Linked DNA regions of Mus musculus: region 1 is linked to region 2. Evidence: chromatin contacts called from public promoter capture Hi-C data. All regions are on one chromosome and are shown on one strand. The core of a region is the stretch at or near the end of the contact, and the rest is flanking DNA. Distances in the headings are between cores, read along the strand shown.

What was found. Promoter capture Hi-C pulls out the DNA fragments that hold promoters and counts their contacts.
Region 1: a promoter capture Hi-C map of cranial neural crest shows a contact between it and region 2. The contact joins two enhancer-like sites. A contact is called at or near these places in 20 of 39 promoter capture datasets (the 3T3-L1 cell line, the C10 cell line, the HPC-7 cell line and 12 more), 4 of 15 datasets of contacts at CTCF or cohesin (the NIH/3T3 cell line, large pre-B cells, pro-B cells and 1 more), 8 of 484 Hi-C or Micro-C datasets (bone marrow-derived macrophages, cortical neurons, differentiating embryonic stem cells and 3 more), 10 of 115 datasets of contacts at active chromatin or transcription factors (craniofacial prominence, embryonic basal ganglia, embryonic fibroblasts and 3 more) and 4 of 9 other capture datasets (adipose tissue, embryonic stem cells, liver and 1 more).

The regions. Positions count from the first base shown.
Region 1 is chr8:107,365,870-107,372,460 of GRCm38.p6, forward strand. Nfat5 (nuclear factor of activated T cells 5) reads left to right here. Exons shown (of 15, transcript NM_018823.2): 12 at 310-458; 13 at 1,180-3,682; 14 at 4,549-4,790; 15 at 5,289-6,591. The coding sequence ends at 4,784. Among named protein-coding and RNA genes, the nearest start is that of Gm51546, 12 kb to the left of the region's middle. Within about 2 kb of position 3,597, at least 4 of the 459 cell types and tissues checked have an H3K27ac peak or open chromatin away from gene starts, as enhancers often do.
Region 2 is chr8:107,111,912-107,119,241 of GRCm38.p6, forward strand. No RefSeq gene overlaps it. Among named protein-coding and RNA genes, the nearest start is that of Gm39240, 8.5 kb to the right of the region's middle. Within about 2 kb of position 2,635, at least 131 of the 459 cell types and tissues checked have an H3K27ac peak or open chromatin away from gene starts, as enhancers often do.

The sequences.
Region 1 (6,591 bases), core at 2,347-4,846, 250 kb after region 2:
TACATATCTAGTTTGAGGCCATCCTGGACTACATGAGAGTTTCTCAAAAATAGGGTAAGCATAAATGTATCATGGATTATAATCATGATATAATCTATCCAAAATAGACATTTAACCCAGGTATGGTGGTGTAGCACACATATACTTTGAGCTCTTAGGGGTTGAGGTAGGAAGATGACAAGTTTGAGGCCAGCCTAGGCTGTATAGAGACTACTTCAAACAAACAAACAAACAAACTAGATTTAAACCATGGCCTATAGTAAGCAGATTGCTTCTTATGGTTTACAACTTTCTCTTTTATGTGTATAGCAATGAAAACGACTGGATGTAACGTAGATAAGGTGACTATCCTTCCTAATGCCCTGATCACTCCACTCATATCAAGCAGTATGATTAAGACTGAAGATGTTACTCCAATGGAAGTAACTTCAGAAAAAAGATCTTCCCCAATTTTTCAGGTAAGTTATGTAATGAATGCCCCATATCTCTCTCATATACGAAAAATAGCTATATTCCCCTTTCTTGTTTTGTTGGCATCTGTTTTCCATGAGATGTGGTTAATGAATTTTGCTTTTCAGAGCAAATGCTTTATAGGTCAGTAAAATTGCTTACAAAGTAACTTCAGGACACATTTTGATAAGAGGAGGAATTCATTCCCATGAGATGAAGTACTACAAGTTGGTTTTAGGACTAAGGAATCAAAGATGTGAGATTAAGGCCAACCTGGGCTACAGAGGAAGACCCTGCCCCCAAAATGAGTTGATTTAATGAAAGCACCAATTTTAGCATTTTCAGAAGTAGCAGCATTTTGATTATGGTTCCTTCTCTACTCTCTTTTTAATTCTCCTCTTGTTTTCCCCATTGCAGTGTTACTGATGATCCACAATATGGAATTCTTGAACTTACATAGTTGTAGTTACACACAAACTATCAGATTAATGTTCTCTTGTTATTCTTATTTGGCTAAGCATATCAATAACTGCTTTTTCTGCTTGTTTGGTTATCTTTACAATACTGAAAGTCAGATATTGTCATAAAGAATCAGTCTTACACTGACTTCTAGTGATACTGTAGAGTAGAAAGCTTATTCTGTGTGTAATCTTAGAAATAATTTTTGGAGTAATATATGTGATTATTTAATTTATATGTGCATATTGTTTGTGGCTTTTTATTTTTTAGACTACAAAGAGCATTGGATCAACCCAGCAAACCTTAGAAACTATTTCTAACATAGCGGGGGGTGCACCCTTCTCCTCACCGTCGTCATCTTCCCACTTAACTCCTGAAAGTGAGAATCAGCAGCAGCTTCAGCCCAAGGCATACAACCCAGAGACCCTGACAACTATCCAGACACAGGACATCTCACAGCCCGGGACCTTTCCCGCAGTTTCTGCTGCTAGTCAGCTGCCCAGCAGCGATGCACTACTGCAGCAGGCAACACAGTTTCAGACAAGAGAAGCTCAGTCCAGAGACACAATACAGTCAGATACAGTGGTTAACTTGTCACAGTTAACTGAAGCATCACAGCAGCAGCAATCCCCACTACAAGAACAAGCACAAACGTTACAGCAGCAGATACCATCAAATATTTTTCCATCGCCAAGCAGTGTCAGCCAGCTCCAGAGTACTATTCAGCAGCTGCAAGCAGGAAGTTTCACAGGCAGCGCTGCTGGCGGCAGGAGTGGAAGCGTTGATTTGGTCCAGCAGGTTTTAGAGGCACAACAGCAGTTATCGTCTGTTCTGTTTTCTACTCCAGATGGGAATGAGAATGTTCAAGAACAGCTTAATGCAGACATTTTCCAAGTCAGTCAAATTCAAAATAGTGTAAGCCCTGGAATGTTTTCTTCAGCGGAGTCTGCAGTTCACACTAGACCAGATAACTTACTACCTGGGAGGGCTGACAGCGTCCATCAACAGACTGAAAATACACTGTCTAATCAGCAGCAGCAGCAACAGCAGCAGCAGCAAGTGATGGAGTCATCAGCTGCAATGGTGATGGAGATGCAGCAGAGCATTTGCCAAGCAGCTGCCCAGATCCAGTCAGAGCTGTTTCCTTCAGCTGCTTCAGCAAGTGGAAGCCTTCAGCAGTCTCCAGTTTACCAGCAGCCTTCTCACATGATGAGTGCACTGCCTACCAACGAGGACATGCAGATGCAGTGTGAGCTGTTCTCGTCTCCCCCTGCAGCTTCTGGAAACGAAACTTCCACAACCACCACGCCACAGGTGGCAACCCCTGGCTCCACCATGTTTCAGACACCAAGTTCAGGAGATGGAGAAGAAACTGGAGCACAAGCAAAACAGATTCAGAACAGCGTCTTTCAGACAATGGTCCAAATGCAGCGCAGTGGTGACAGCCAACCTCAAGTAAACCTCTTTTCATCTACAAAAAATATAATGAGTGTTCAGAATAATGGTACCCAGCAACAAGGGAATAGCTTGTTCCAGCAAGGGAGCGAGATGATGTCACTTCAGTCTGGGAACTTTTTGCAGCAGTCCTCTCATTCACAGGCTCAGCTCTTTCATCCTCAAAATCCTATTGCTGATGCTCAGAACCTTTCCCAGGAAACTCAAGGTTCAATTTTTCATAGTCCAAATCCTATTGTCCACAGTCAAACTTCCACAGCATCCTCTGAACAACTGCAGCCTTCAATGTTTCACTCTCAGAATACCATTGCTGTGTTACAGGGCTCTTCAGTTCCTCAAGACCAGCAGTCACCCAACATATTTCTTTCCCAAAGTTCTATCAATAATCTTCAAACTAACACAGTAGCCCAAGAAGAGCAGATTTCATTTTTTGCAGCACAGAACTCAATTTCTCCACTTCAGTCAACATCAAACACTGAGCAGCAAGCTGCTTTCCAACAGCAGCCTCCAATCTCACACATCCAGACCCCTATTCTTTCCCAGGAACAGGCACAACCCTCTCAGCAAGGGTTATTTCAGCCTCAGGTGGCCCTTGGCTCCCTGCCTCCTAATCCAATGCCTCAAAACCAGCAAGGTCCAATTTTCCAAACACAGCGCCCAATAGTTGGCATGCAGAGTAACTCTCCATCCCAGGAGCAGCAGCAGCAGCAACAGCAGCAACAGCAGCAGCAGCAACAGCAACAACAACAGCAACAGAGCATTTTATTCAGTAATCAGAATGCCATGGCTACAATGGCCTCCCAGAAGCAGCCACCACCAAACATGATGTTTAGCCCAAACCAGAACCCAATGGCTAGTCAGGAGCAGCAGAACCAGTCAATTTTTCACCAGCAAAGTAATATGGCCCCAATGAACCAAGAGCAGCAGCCCATGCAATTTCAGAATCAGCCTACGGTTTCCTCACTTCAGAACCCAGGTCCTACGCAGTCTGAGTCACCACAGACCTCCTTGTTCCATAGCTCTCCTCAGATCCAGTTGGTTCAAGGGTCACCTAGTTCTCAAGATCAGCAAGTAACACTCTTCCTCTCTCCAGCATCCATGTCTGCATTGCAAACCAGTATAAACCAACCAGACATGCAGCAGTCTCCTCTTTATTCCCCGCAGAACAACATCCCTGGAATCCAAGGAAGCACTTCTTCACCCCAGCCACAGGCTACTTTATTTCACAACACTACAGGAGGCACAATAAACCAAATACAAAATTCTCCTGGCTCATCTCAGCAGACTTCAGGAATGTTCTTATTTGGCATTCAAAATAGTAAGGAACTCAAATTTCTCAGTATCATTTGAAATGTTCAGATCATTATAAGGAAGCATAAGGCACAGTAGTTTCAAAGCAGAGTGGAATTCCACCAGCTAAAGACTGAGCCTTGGACACGTTATTTGCCCTTTATAGGCATGAATTTCCATATTTTCAGAAGTAATTATTTTAGACTGGTCATATTGGTGCATGCCTGTAATCCTAGCCCTTCAGAGGTGTAGGCAGGAGGATCAGGAATTCAAAGTCATCTGTGGCTCCATAGTGTTTGAGTCTAGCCTAGGGTACATGAGACCTTATCTCAGAAACAGACACCAAAAAAAAGTGATAGTTTTTATACCTCACAAAGATGTTAAGAGGTTTAAATGAAAAGATATGTACAAATGTGTGTACCGTTTTATGACATTAATTTGAAAGGAAATGAAAGTATCTTAGCCAATTAAGTTGTTTCTAAAAAGCTAGGCACCCACTTTTCATCTGTTACGTCAAGTAATTAAATAATACTTTTATTTGTATGACTGCATTTATTTAGAGGTAAGGTCTCACTATTTAGTCATGGTTGTTCTGGAACTCACTGTGTAGACCAGCTGGCCTTGAACTCACAAGGTTCACTTGCTGTTCTTCCCAAATGCTGAGATTAAAGGTGTGCTCCACCATACGCAATTTCAGTAGTACTTTTATATATGGTTATAGGAATCCCAAGATAGATTCTAGTGTTGTATTGTGAAAACCATTTTGTTAGACTGTCAAGCACTTTAGTTTTAGTAATGTAGATCAGCATAGTAATAAATTTCTGCTGGCAACTAAAAAGTGTTTTTTCAGAAATCTTAACTAATCAGATGTTTCTGATTTCGCTGTCTTTTCAGATTGTAGTCAGCTTTTAACCTCCGGACCAGCTACATTGCCAGATCAGCTGATGGCCATAAATCAGCAGGGCCAACCACAAAATGAGGGCCAATCTTCTGTGACAACACTTCTTTCTCAGCAAATGCCAGAGACTTCCCCACTGGCCTCCTCTGTGAACAGCAGTCAGAACATGGAAAAGATTGATTTGCTTGTTTCATTGCAAAGCCAAGGGAACAATTTAACCGGCTCCTTTTAGTGAGATGTAAGTATTACATTTGGTCTCTTAGTGAAAAGCGTTACTAAATTTTACTCACAACAGACTCGGATTAGGAGCACTGTTTAGCTTTTACGGTTAGTTAAAATAGGACCTTCACTTTGAGTAAGTCACTCTGAATGACAGCTTAGATTAGGTAGGAAATACTGGGCATTCCTTCTGGCTGAGAGCTTCTTTCATTTAGAGTGACAGAATATCAGGCTAGCATATAAGGCCCTAGATCCAATCATAGTAGAAAAGGAGAGCATGAAAGAAGAAAAAATTTTACAGAATAACAAATCTTATAATCTGGGGCTATATCTTGGTTGGGTACTTGCGCAGCATATTTGACGCCCTAGGTTCAGTACCCAACACCACCAAAAAAGCAAGAAAGATTGAATATGATGAAGTTCCCTACATAGGACAGTTGGAGCCACTCATGGTAACAGATACTTTACAATTTTTTTTTCTCTAATGAGATACTGACTTTTTTTTTTTTTTCTTCAGAAATTCCATGAAGAATTCTGTAACAGTGATTCCAAGATATCCTGAGAACTGTGGTTCCATAAAGATTATTGAACTCTGGTGAAGAACTATGTTTGAGTAAATGGATAGATTTCCTGGCTATAAGAGTACACCCATGCTGCCTGTTGCAGTGATTTGCCACCAATGTGCTTTTTGTTTCTAATAACAGTGATGACTGAGAGCCTGTTAGATTTTCCAGCTGACAGCATTGTTGCTTGTGTCCTCTGTTTGTAACTGCAAGGCTGGGCCTCTCAGTTATTATTGCTATTAGGAAATCATATTTGTCATGTTTACTTATATTCTTACTTCCTTTCCTGCATTATTTTAATCAAGTAGTGGCTTAGGACAACGTAAAGTCCAGTAGTGACTAAGGCTGTGCTTTTGTTGATGTAAAAAACGTGGCTGTTGGCCAAAGTGAAGGAGTTTCTTTTAGTTTTCATGGAGAAGCTGAAGGAGTAATTTAGCTGTATTAGGAACTCTGCAGATCTGAGGACTCCTCCTCACACACACAAGCAGATGACATGCCTGCAAAACTGGTTACAGCTGGGAAGTTATTGAGTTCATTTTTCAGAGAGTTGTTAGTTCTCTGTATTTCTACTAAGGGATTTAGCCATAACTGCATAAAAATATTTTGTTCTATGAAAATGAAGGGGGTGATATATGATGTGTTACGTTCTCATAGTCTCCTCCGGTAGCTTAAACTGACAGTACTTTGAGCCTGTTGTCTTCTTGCCCAGCGTTAGGCTAGTATTCCCTTCTTATGTGCATCACCTGTATTGTGTTGTCTGCATTTTTTCTTCGTAGTTTTATTAATATTCTACTGGCTTTCTGACCCTGTAGGAATTAGAGAAGGCAGCCACATTGATCCAGTGACCTGGCAGTCAGCAGCACAGGCCAGGAATACTCTTTTAGGAGTTATTGGGATTTGATTCCTGGGAAAAAACCATTCTCTTTTTTTCTTCCATGAACGGTGCTGTTCTGAAGTCTTCAAAATTCTCCCTCTGCTGATAAATAGCAGTATACATTTTAATTTTACAAACAAGGCAAACAAACATTTCTCAAACTATTACTTCTCCCCACGCTGCAGTGACTGTTTACATGTCAGTCAGCTCAGTGCTTTACAGTTGAAGTGGTCACTTACATGATGGTTCCCACAGCCTTGGGCTCCACAGGGTCATAGCATTGATTTAAAAGGAAGAGTTAACTGTGTTGCATCTACAGAGAGCAAAATTACACACTCCAGAACTTGCATTTGTAGCATTAGTTGTAGAGTTTTGGGTGTCCT
Region 2 (7,330 bases), core at 1,385-3,884:
AGAGGTTAGGAGCACCTGTCTCCTGTTGCTCTGGCAGAGCACCCGAGTGACCCCAGAACACCCACACAGTAGGTCTCAAACATCCCTAACTTCAATTCCAGCAGATCCAGCATCTTCTAATGACCTCCAAGAGTATCAGGCAAAACCACTCATATATACATATGTATATGGTTTACATGTATACACACAGGCAAAAACACTCAGACCCACAAAAATATAATAAGTATAAATATTAAAATGATAATAAAAATGTAAATGGGGTCAGGTGTGGTAGCATATGCTTTTTTAGAATTCTTTTCTCGTTAAAAATTTTTTTCACACAACATGTTTTGATCATTTTTTTCCTTCTCTCAATCCCTCCCCAGATCTTTACTGCCTTCTTGCCTTTATTTTTCTGTTCTCTATCTTTCTTTTTCAGAAACAAACAAAAACCCAAAGAAACAAGAACAAAAGTCCTCACAGAACACACACGCACACACACACACACAATGAAAATCAAAATAAATAGGAAGACCAATAAGACAAAAAAAAAAAAAGAAAAGAAAGAAAGAAAGAAAGAAAAAGAAAAAAAAAGCTAAAACAAAGTAAAATGAAACAAAAAGTTCACAAAAATACTCCAAGGCTTATTTCTCCAAGGCTTGGGACTGCTCTGAGGGCTGATATATAAAATAAAGCTCCGGGGGGTGGGGGGTTGGAAAAAAAAAAAAAAAATAAAGCTCCATTGGAGAAAACTGTTTCCCCCTTACCAGAGGGTGTCAATTACAGATAGTTTACAGATCCTGTCCACTTTCTTCTTTCAGTATTGAGACCCTGGGTGGCTTGTATAGGCCTATACCATTAATCCCAGCTCTCTGGAAAGAGAGGCAAGAGATCTCTGAGCTGGAGGCTAGGTCAGCCTGGTCTACAGAGAGAGGATTGGTTTCAAATCACCAACCAACCAACCAACCAACAACAATAAATAGGGGGCTGGAGAGATGGCTCAGTGTTTAAGAGCCCTTGCTGCTTTCGCCGAGAACCCGAGTTCAAATCCTAGCACCCTCTGTGGGACGTTCGTATCTGGCTGGAACTCCAGCCCCTGGGGATCAGAAACAGCCTCTCCTCTGGCTTCCATGGTCATCTCCATGGTGCCATGGTTACATGACATACCCACACCAAGATGTATATCTACATACACATAATTAAAAGTAATAAAAATATTTCAAAATGTGTGTGTGTGTGTGTGAGTGTGTGTGCATACAGGTATGTGTGGAGGCCAGAGGACAATCCCAGAAGCCAAAAGGCTCTCTCGATGGCCTGGAGCTCACTAACTGGGCCAGGCTGTGAGCAGCAAAAATCCACCTCTTTCTGCTTTCTCAGCACCTGGATTGCAGTCACACCCAGCTTTTTACAAGGGTTTTGGGGATCTAATTCAAGGCTTTGAATTTGCAAGGCGAGCACTTTACTAACTGTTGCCCTAGCAACAGTCTTTAAAAAAAAAAAAAAAAAAAGATGAGGCTGAGCGAGAGGCTGAAAGGGTAGCATGCCAGTGGTGTGTGTGGAGGTCAGAGGGCAACATTCAGGAGTCAGCTCTCTCCTTCCACCATGAGGTTTCAGGGATGGAAAGTCAGATCGGCAGGCTTGTGCGAAAGGTGCTTTTACCATCTGAACTGTCTCTCTCTCCCTCACCTACCCCATCCTCATGACTCAAGATGTGGCCATGCTTGGCCAGAAACTCAACATATTGTCAGGCTGAAGTCAGAGATCTGTCTGCCTCTGCCTCAAAGGAAAGGCTCAAAGTGGCCTTGCTTGTAGCCAAGGACAGTGTCAGAGTTCCTGATCCTCCTGTGTCAAGTCCTCATGGGTGGGATCACAGGCAGGCATCACCACATTGGTTTTCTGCGGTGGTGGTCTGGAACCCAAGCATTCAACCAGCGGTGCTACAGCCTCAGCCCCATGTGTAACCTTTTATCGAATCTAACTCTGATGTTTGAGAATGGCGAACAACAGGGCTCAGGTGCATTTTATTTTTCTATGAGTATCGGATTCATTGACCTTCTTTAAGAAAATCCCCTTCCGGGGCTAACAGACCCACGGCTCAGAGTTTAAGAACGCACACTGTTCTTGAACGGTGGGTTCAGTTCCCAGCATCCACACGGTGCCTCACAACTGCCAGCAAATCCAGTTTCAGACAATATGATACTTTCTGGTCTCCATGGATACCTGCACACATGTGATACATACCAACTCACTGTAAAAATCATAAACATAGAAAACCAAAAGCAAAACCCCTCATTTCTGAAGTGCTACTTTTGTTACGGATCAAGAGGCCCGGGTATAGGTCTGTTTCTAGGGCTACAGAAATTAGAAAGCTAATTGAGTATGTAAGAAAAAAAAAAAAAAAAGAAAGAAAGAAAAGTGAAGACCACGTGACTAAACAGCCCGTGGGCCTTTAACTCCCTGGGACCCCTGGACTGGTGGGAGATCAAACAGGAAAGCAGCTAGATATTCTGACCCAGGAAACCTCAGGCAGCAGTAGTAGTATTTTTTTTTTCCTTTTGTTGTTCGATTTCAAGTGTCGGGGAGTACAATGGAAAGAACATCCACTTGGGGCAGGAAATGCCAGGGAAAGAGCCCAGAGGACGTGACATTTGGGTGGGTCATGAGTGACGATGAAATCTGTCATCTCTTTTTATGACTGTAATCTGCTGTCTACCGTGCGTTTCCCACCCGCGTTTCATCTGCATTATGTCTTATCTGATTTAGAAGGGCCCACAGGGAACTGTATCCCGCCCCCTCCCAACCCCTCGCCCCAGAAGATCTGAGAGCTGGGGCTGGTTCTGGGTTTGTCAGACTCAGCTGTACTTCGTAAAGGCCTGGGCTGGGCCTTTAAATTTTTTTCTGTAACTGTAGTGCCACAGGATTCCTGAGTTTCACCCACACACAGGCTCCCTACCCGAGCCCCAGCTGGCTGCCAACACCCACACTAACCAACTAACCCCCAGCAACACCGCCTTGGCTGTGTCGAAATTCACACCACACCATACCTCCCCGGGTCTGGAAGAAAGGCACAGGGTCTTGGTGCTGTGCAGACACCCTGATAAGGCTCTGGTGAATAACCCGTGAGTAACAGGAAATCAGGAAACAGGAGCTGCCCCTGTAGCAAGAAACGGGAGGGTGGATGGCTGTTCGCACAGTGGTCTGTACACCGGCACCGTGGACGCGCCCTTCAGTGTCGAGATTCCAGTTTCCTTCCCTGACTGGGGGATGAGAATGGAGTTCACAGAAGGCAGCTGTGGATTTCCAGTGAAACTCCCTGGGACATTCTGATCTCGATGTCCCAGCAGGTTTGGAAATGGTAGTATTACTAAACACCTGGACCCATTCTTCATTAAAAAGATTAAATTAAGTCAGGTGTGGGAACCGGTGCCTGTAATGTTGGTACGTGGAGGATGTGGCGCGAGGATGGGTGAGTTTGAGGCAATCCAGAGCTACATAGGAAAACTTTCTAAAAAATGTGTGTGTGTTCACGTGCGCAAGAGTGTGTGCATTCCTGCATACACAGGCACTTACAGCTCACATTCACACACACAAAGAAAAGAAAGGACTATTAATGATAATTAGCAGAGGAAAGTGGAACAGATACAGGGAAGAGTTTCTTGTGCCTTTATATCTTTCCATGGTGTTAAAAATTTAGCCTCAGTGAGTTCAAGGCCAGCCTGGTCTACAGAGTGAGTTCCAGGATAGCCAGGGTTACACAGAAAAACCCTGTCTCAAAAAAAAAAAAAAAAAAAAAAAGCCTCAGAAATTGCTACTTTTTTATGGCTGGGGGTGGTGGTACATGTCTTTAATCCCAGATTTCGGCAGATCTCTTTGAGTTCAAGGCCAGCCTGGTCTACAGAGTGAGTAAGGGTTACACGGAGAAACCCTGTATCAAACAAAACAAAACAAACAAACAAAAAACCAAACAAGCAAAAAGGAAGAAAAAAGAAAGAAAAGAAAAAAGAAAAAAAGAGCCAGGACAAGCTAAGGACGTAGCTCAGTTGGCAGAAAATTTACCTAAAGTACATCCATCATCAGAACCAGAGAACCCAGGCAAGGCAGTATAGCCCTGTAATCCCACCCTATAGAGATGGAGGCAGAAGAACCAGACGTGAAAAGCAATCCTTGGCTTCGAGTGAGTTTGAGGCTAGTGGCCGTTCAGAGTCACAAGAGACTTTGTCTAAAACAAAACATACACGTATACTTACATATACACGTAAACCTTGAGGAAAATTCAATACCTCTCCGGAACCTGTGAACTGTTTTCCTTACAGCAGGGGGCAGCAATGATTCTCAAATATCCCTGACATCAGCACTAACCTGCGGCTTGGCGTCCACGGGTTTCCAGTTCCAGGCCCAAATACCATCCAGCAGATCATAAGGGAAACGAAAGACAATCACCACAGAAAGCTTTAGATGCCGGAGGAATTGTTAAATAAAACATGTTCCAGGTTCTTTTATTGATCCTGAAAACCTGTGTTTGCCCTGAAGCTCAGTTTTCCCATCTGATAAATTAAGTCTATAGATTTGCTGAAATCACTTTAAAGAGCTCTTTCTGCATCTGTTAAGAAAACAAAGGACAACATATCAAACCAAACCCATTTTAAGCTGGACGTGGTGGCACACACCTTTAATTTCAGTACAAAAGGCAGAGGCAGGCAGAGTTCCAGGCCAGCTTGGTCTACAGAGCAAGTTCCAGGACAGCCAGGGCTACACAGAAAAATCATGTCTCTAAAACCCCAAACAAACAAACAAATAAATAAAGTAAGACTTTAGCTGGGTGTGGTGCACACACCTTGCTGTGTTCAGAGGGCATCAGATTTCTCTATGAGTTCGAGGTTAGTCTGGTCTAACAGTAAGTTCCAGGCCAGCCAGTACAACATAGTGATAATCCTACTTAATGAAAAACAAAAGCAAACCCAGAAAACCTTTACAAATCCAAATCAGCATCAGGAAGGAACAAGCCCCAGTGCCCTCTGAAATTAATTGGATTATCAAATTATCTGTTAGACAGCCCTCAGCTGACCAGGATGACTTATTGGCAGTTTATCTTTAGAATACTAATTTTTGGGGGTGGAGTGGGGTGGGGTGGGGTGGGGAGATTGGCACTTACTCAGATCACTGATGGAGAAAAAGAGCCCTTCCAATCTATAAATGTTTAGCATGTGTGCAAAGGTCGTGGATCTAGTGTTCAGGAGCCACACCCAGACTTACAAAAGGATCTTGAGTGGACTGGCCAAATTAAACAGCACAAGCACTTGTAGAGAAATAAACACAAGTTAAAATGTAACCACAGCTATTTGTTCTTGCCGCTCTGTTCTCCTCTGTGGGAGGGGCTGAGAGGGTAGATGGAGCTCTGGTCACTCTAGCAGGAACCTGAGCCTTGCTGCCAAACCCTCTTTCTTTCTTTCTTTCTTTCTTTCTTTCTTTCTTTCTTTCTTTCTTTCTTTCTTTCTTTCTTTCTTTCTTCCTTCCTTCCTTCCTTCCATCTTTCTTTCTTTCTTTCTTTCTTTCTTTCTTTCTTTCTTTCTTTCTTTCTTTCTTTCTTTCTTTCTTTCCCCAAGACAGGGTTTCTCTGTCTAGCCCTGGCTGTCCTGGAACTCACTCTGTAGACCAGGCTGGCCTCGAACTCAGAAATCTGCCTGCCTCTGCCTCCCGAGTGCTGGGATTAAAGGCGTGCGCCACCACGCCCAGCTAGGAAACACTTTCTGTATAAGCATGTGCATTATGCACTACATGTCTTTACATACACATGGCGTTTGTACTTCTCCAGCTTCCTTCATGCTTCAACAGCAATGTTGTTTTTACAGGTGGCTAAAAAAAAATCCCAATACTATCTCTTCTGTGTGTATATATGTGCATGTATGTGTATGTTTTTGTGTGCAAGTGTGTGTGAATGTGTGTATGTATGTATGTATGTATGTGCATGTATGTGCACATGTATGGGTGTATGGGTGTGTATGTTTGTATGTGCAAGTGTTTGTGTGTGTGTGCATGTGTATGTGTGTGTATGAACTGGTACTAGGAACAAAACTCAGGGTCTATTACATGCGAGGCTCTATTATTAAACTACATCCCCAGCTCTTTTTATTTATATTTTCTATTTTTTTCTTGAGATATCACTAAGCTATCTGGACAGGGAGGAGAGGGCCGGGGGGCTTGAACTCTCTATACCTAGGCAGGCCTTGAACTTCTGACCATCCTGCCTCGGCTTACTGAGTGCTAGGGACATAGGTGTATAAGACCACAGCCAGCCCTGTATCTATAATTTGATTCTCCTGGGATGTCTTCAGGAAGGAGTGACTCTGCAAAGGAGCCCCAGTTTCCAAGGTCACCTCCCTCTCTGGGAGGGAGCCCTAAGCACCCAGAATGGTCCCCAGGATGAGATAATCAAGGCACGCCTAAGAAACATCTGGGATACGTGTACACCCACCATTGCTGTGGTCTGTTCTTTGGGATCTCATGCTGGTCCAACATGAATTTCATTATACACTGTACTCATTAAAAAAAAGAGAGAGAAAGAGGTTTGTTTTTGTTTCTGAGTATATACATGTGTTTGTCTGAGTGTATACCATGTATGTATGTGAGGGTATCGTCTCTGGCGTGACTCATGCCTGTGAACTGCCAGAAATGTAGAACTGTAGGGACTGGGAACAGAACTCTGGTCCCTGCAAGAGTGATCTTAACTGCCAGTCCACTTGACTACAGATTGGTTTTTCTTTTTTTTCCTTAATTCTTTGCTCCAAGGTGTGAGCTCTTGAGCATTTAATTGTGCACACTGGTTAGAGGACAGCTCGGGTGTCAGCCTAGCTGGCTTTCTGACTTTCAGGGACCCCTGTGTTCTTCACCTGCGTATCGCTGTAGGAGTTCCCAGAGGGGCACTACTGCACCCGGCTTTACCTGGCTTCCTTCATCCACTGAGGTATCTATCTCCTCAGCTCTGAGCTAAAACCGTCATAAAACTTTAACCACAGGAGGGGCCGCACGTGACCTTATTCTGCAAGCATTTCCTGTTCCTGCCAGCTTGTTTACTGTTTTCTCCCAAACACTGGCTCCCCTCCTTTATTCTCAGTCAAGGGCATTGCTTTGAAATGTTACAGTGTCCGGTGCCCTTCAGTTTCAGGCTTGGCATGAGGGCCTGTGAATTCTTTCATCTGAAACCCTCTTTGGTCTGCCAAGCATACACAAGCCGACAGTCCATCTCTCTTCTAGAACCTGCTGCAAGCTCACCTCCCTTGGAAGCCTTCTCTGGCGACCTTTCACCCTTTTGCTTTCTGTTCTGTGCTACAGATGCAAAGAGGTAGTGGAGATG